Linked DNA regions of Sus scrofa: region 1 is linked to region 2. Evidence: chromatin contacts called from public targeted proximity ligation data. All regions are on one chromosome and are shown on one strand. The core of a region is the stretch at or near the end of the contact, and the rest is flanking DNA. Distances in the headings are between cores, read along the strand shown.

Region 1 (2,784 bases), core at 11-2,510, 130 kb after region 2:
CACTGAGCAAGGGCAGGGACCGAACCCGCAACCTCATGGTTCCTAGTCGGATTCGTTAACCACTGCGCCTCGACGGGAACTCCCCTATTCAGTTTTATTCAGTCTCATATTAATAATTACAGCCTTCAAAACAAACTTGCATCTTTTAATTGTCAGTGATATTAATAAATAGCCTTTTCACATAATATCTTGCATTAGATTTAGGATATGATGTTGGGCCAGGAGATTGGTGAAAATTCTTACCTGGAAGAAACTTGGTACATCTGAGAAACACTAGCCAAGGCATTTGGTGCCATTGGTGCCATTGATTAATTCCTTGAGGGCAGAAGCCTTTTTGTGGTAGGAAGCTAGGACTCAGCACTGAGCTCAGAGTCAAGAACCTGAAGTTCTTGGTTTGATCTTGCCAGTAGGGATCTTGGAACAAGTGGCTCTAAGCTTAGAAAACCAGTTTCTTTCATTGTGTGGTGGGTATAATATCTGCTGTCCTAACTCACAGGGTCAGATAGCATCATATGTGTGAAAGTAGCTCTGTAAAGTGTGATAAATGTCTAGGGCTACCTTCCTTCTCACTTCCTACCTTTTACTTTTTACCAAGGCATGTACAAAATAAGTGGTGGATTATATTTACGACACTAGTTTTTTGTATTTTAGGTGAAGAATTTACTGTCTTAAAGGTTACTGAGAAATGTATGGATGCAATGTACTCCCACCAAGGCTGCACACACTGAGGAGTGATTATAGTCATAGTAGTTTGGTTAAAATAGATCCTCTTTGATATTATACAGTCTTAACATGAACTGTGTGATTGTGTGTGTGTGTGTGCGTGTAAACTATAAATCTGTTTATTTTTGTGTATCCTCTACCCTTCTTGACACTAACTTAAAACATTCAGAATGAACCGTTATAAGGTTTTTGGACTCATTTTAGAAAATGAGGTTTGGAAATAGACTTTAGGAGATTTTCCTGCACGGGTTGTGGGTTAGAAAAGGAGCGAGCCATTCTAGAAGGAGGCTAGTGCAGTGGTTGCTCTTTGTTGAAAACAGGTGTCGACCTGGAGCCTTCTCTAGTAAATCATTAGCTGCATCAAATAAAATGTTCAGCTGAAGTTCATGAAATCTCACAGTTACTAAACACTCTTGCCAAAGAGAGTTGCAGTCATAATATCTGCAATCGAATCATTTCCTGTTCAGGCTTGCAGGTGGGGAACTGTCTGAAACTGCATTCCTTTAAGATGAGTTATAAAGAAAATGTCTTGGTGGGAGAGGCCTTAATGATACTTAAGGACAACCTAGCAAGTGTGGGAATGGAGAGGGTTCCTACCCTAGGATCCTGGGAGTAACCAGACTTGAAGGCATAGATCAGGATATGCAGACCCACTCACATGGGGTGATCTGACTAAAGCTCCTCTAGAGCATTCAGATATGTGCTGAACCCACTCGGGCAGTGGGCCAGGCAGATGGCACATTCCTGTACTGACCTTCGGAGGCCTGCCAGGTTCCAAAGCTAACATTGGTGGCTGTGCTCTGGCATGAACAGCCCGAGAGCCTGCGTTTCATCTAGTCTTTGGTCCTCCCCAGTCAAGGGGATGCCTTGGGATTGGTTTGGTCTCTGAGTCCACTGAGAAGTCGGCATATATTCTCATTCCCCTTGCCCCTACCCCATCTTGGAGTTGATTTTTATTGTCTGCACAGCCCCAGAATTGACTCAGATCCTCTAAGTAATTCCTCCAGGCTGGGGATAACCCAGGGTTAGCCTTTGCAATGCCACAGCTCCTCTCCCACCCCTCCCCCAGCCTGTCTTCATTGACCTACATTTTTAGGTTTGACTAAACCTTCCATCCGAGAGTAGATTGGGGCTAGGCAAGTTAGGCTGCAGTCACCTGTCCCTTCCTTTGCTTCAGTGCATCCCTTCGGCTGTGTAAAGGAAATTTGGGTGTGACTCTAGTTAGGCTTCACCTTATCCCCACCCCCTTTCCTGTTGCCCTTTTGATTTCTTTTAAATCTGATACTGAGCCTCTCCTCCCCCCACTCAACACACCAATGGAGTCTCCTAAGCTATTTCTGTCAGTTTAATGATCCCCAGCTGTTGCTGTAGTTCTGGCTGTTTTCATGCCCCAGAGAGTCAGAAGAGCCAGAGAAAGAGGGGTCTTGCTTGTGGATCACACAGTGTGTCAGACAAGCCTAATGCACTTTTCTAAAACAACTGCCTAGGGTGAGACTTCTTAGGGAGGGGTATTATTAATACGGGGATGATCTGAACATGCAGGAGAAAGGAAGCCACAAGTATCCAAGACATTTTAAAAATAAGCATCCTGCTGAAAAGAGTGGCACTCTGCATCACTCAGAATTATGCTGGAAGGATGGTGTATGTGGTAACTGGGTAATTGATCACTTTGCATTAGACTTGCATTTTAGTGTTGGAGCTGGAATGTCCCCTCTGACCCATGGTGTGTGTTGAAGGAGCCAGATGTCTAAATAAAAAGGATTCTATGATAGGAAAACACAGAAATCATTCCTGAAGTGGTCAGAAGAGGCATTGATTTCAGTTCTGCTTTAACTTAGTGCAGGTTTGTTTCGTAAAATTTTGTGCAAAACCTGCAGTAATGAAATGTTTCACTGGCAAATTTGATCACGCAAACTTAAGGAAATACAAAGTTGCAATTCATCTAACAGGACCTCTCTGATAGTTACTTATCCATTTACTTTGGAGATGTCTTTCCTAAACCTGGGGAGATGGTGAGTGGGAAAATCCTACAGTCCTTGGGCTACTGGATTATAATATACT
Region 2 (2,852 bases), core at 219-2,718:
GTCATACAACTCATCTAAATCAGGTATAGGTGAGACTTTGGGTATGATCCCTCTTGGTGCAAAATTTCTTTCCGTCTGTGGACCTGGGAAACTAGACAGTAAGTTATGTGTTCCCAGCTTTTAGACATTCCCATTCCAAAAAGGAGAAAATGCAAGGAATAAGTGTGTCACTGGTCCCACCGATTTTAAAATTCAGCAGAAAATCTCTTAGGTTGCAAAGCCTAGGAGTAATCCTCTGTAGCTAGAGATGCCACCCTCTGGGACTCTGGCTTCGGGACCCAAGACTGTTCCTGGAATTATCTTCACTTTTTCTTGAAGGGTAGCACGTGGTTGCTGTGTGGTTTTATTAGTAGTTAAATTGCCTGTAGAATTTTGGTAGTCCAACAGGCTTCCTTTGCTTTGTTTTCTTTCTGTCCCTTTCAGGCCAAGCTGGCTGGCGTGTTTCTGCTTATGTAAGAGTCTCAGAAACCTTTTGAGTCTCCTATGTATGTATGTCTCAGGGATTTTTTTTTTTTTTTAAGCAGACATGAATGTCCTATATTGTTTATTAGGTAAGAATTTTTATGATTTTATGATTTTTATTTTTTCCATTATAGCTGATTTACAGTGTTCTGTCAATTTCTACCATACAGCTAAGTGACCCAGTCATACATATCTATATATATTCTTTTTTTCACATTATCCTCTATCATGTTCCATCACAAGTGAGTGGATACAGTTCCCTGTGCTATACAGTAGGATCTCATTGCTTATCCACTAGGTAAGAATTTTATAAACAGTACTTGTATCAGCAGTATCGGTGAAGTAGGAGACTATTGCATCTTCTTCAAGCTGTGTGGCGAGAACCACAAGTAGTGTGGTGGAACTTGAGGCCCTTCTCGAGGCCACAGCTCTTTCTGCCAGCAAGTCAGCCCTCGCATCTCCCTGTGCTTGTAGACTGGTTTGATGCTCCATTGGGTGTCAGGATTTCTTCTCATAGCTTTATGGAATGGATCAATGAGGATAACCTCAGAGAATTTGTACATAGAAGCTTCACCAACTCAGTAAGAATTTAGGACCTCGGCAGTAGACTCAAGGCTTCGGGCAGACTTCAGCTGGTTGACACCATGGGGTGGACAGGCTTGCCATGGTGGCACCCTTAGGCTTGCCATGGTGGCACATGAATCTGATGACCTTACCTGGCCTTGTACCCAGCCTGCGAGCCTTATCAGGCCAGTTGAGGTGGGGGGCCCTGTGAGACGCTGAGGGCTGGTGGGACTGCCGGCAGTGCACTGGAGGAGAAAGCCTCTTCCTCCATAGCTCCTGGAGGTACGCGTAGGCGCCCATCTCGGCTTACATGATGGCTGCCGCCAGATGGAAAGGGGTTCTTGTCATTAGACAGGAGGCTCCTCCGTAGATCTTCCCTGGATAATCGCCTGTCTCTTCCTAGCTTCCGCTTAGACGGTTGGTTGAGGGCCCCTGAGTTACATGTGTGATCTTTCAGCAGGAGTAAAATGTTGTCCAGCCACACTCTTGGCTTTCCTCGCCACAGCAGTGCTTTCTTACTAGCGTCTCCTAATTTTAGCATTTTTTGTGGTCTAGATAAGCTGAGAATTTCTCAAATCATCACATACTAGTTTCCTTTGTTTGACATTTAGCCCATCAATTTTTCTTTCCTCTTGCATTTTGCTGTAAGCAACCAGAAGAAACCAGCCTGCACCTTCAACTTGCTGCTTGAAAATCCCCTTAGCTAAATATCCAAGTTCTGCTTTTCACACAACTGTAGGACGAAATTCAGCTAAGTTTTTTTTTTTGCCATTGTCTGAAAAGGATCCCTTTTGCTCCAGTTCCTTTTTTTTTTTTTTTTTGTCTTTTTGCCCTTTCTAGTGCCACTCCCGCGGCACATGGAGGTTCCCAGGCTAGGGGTCTAATTGGAGCTATAGCCACTGGCCTACATCAGAGCCACAGCTATGCAGGATCTGAGCCGAGTCTGCAGTCTACACCACGGCTCATGGCAATGCCGGATCCTCAACCCACTGAGCAAGGCCAGGGATCGAACCTGCAACCTCATCATTCCTAGTTGGATTCGTTAACCACTGAGCCACAAGGGGAACTCCTTTCCTCCAGTTCCTAATAACATTCCTCATTTTCTTCTGAGACCTTACCAGAAGCACCTTTAGTGTTCGTGTTTTTTACGAGCCTTCTGTTTTTGATGACATTTATAGTCTCTAAAACAGTATAGGCTTTCTGTGTTGTGCTTCTCACTTCCCTCTGAGTTCTCACCAGAATCGCCTTCAGGGTCTCTATTTCTACCAACAGTTTGTTGAAGGCAGTCTAGGCTTTTGAAATTATGCTTCTCCGAATTATTTTTTTAAAGTATATAATGATTTTTATTTTTTTCATTATAGCTGGTTTACAGTGTTCTGTCAGTTTTCTCCTGTACAGCAAGGTGACCCAGTTACACATACATGTATAGATTCTTTTTTCTCACATTATCATGTTCCATCATAAGTGACTAGACATAGTTCCCAGTGCTACACAGCAGGACCTCATTGCTTATCCATTCCTGCGTCTCAGAATTCTTCCAGCCTCTACTCGTTATCTAATTTCAAAGCCATTTCCATGTTTAAAAGAATATGTTATAGCAGCAATCCCACTTCAAGATACCAAAATCTTTATCAGTCAGGGTTCAATCAGAGAAACAGAACAAGTAGGAGATTAAGGGACTTATTACAAGGATTTATTCTTTATCTGATTTGGGGTGGCGGGGGTGGGGGGGACGCTGGCTAGGCAACTGCAGCATCATAGGCTAGGCTGACAGAAAAGACAGTTTGGAACGCTCGGCGGCAGCGGCGGGAGTGGATGTTGGTATC

What was found.
Region 1: a contact with region 2 is called in a targeted proximity ligation map of alveolar macrophages. A contact is called at or near these places in 1 of 5 promoter capture datasets (liver), 3 of 47 Hi-C or Micro-C datasets (embryonic fibroblasts, heart right ventricle and skeletal muscle) and 2 of 2 datasets of targeted methods (alveolar macrophages and skeletal muscle).

What each region holds. Positions count from the first base shown.
Region 1 is chr5:7,916,126-7,918,909 of Sscrofa11.1, forward strand. The region is part of intron 4 of MKL1 (MKL/myocardin-like protein 1); the gene reads left to right. Among named protein-coding and RNA genes, the nearest start is that of SGSM3, 100 kb to the right of the region's middle.
Region 2 is chr5:7,787,138-7,789,989 of Sscrofa11.1, forward strand. The region is part of intron 2 of MKL1 (MKL/myocardin-like protein 1); the gene reads left to right. Among named protein-coding and RNA genes, the nearest start is that of MKL1, 37 kb to the left of the region's middle.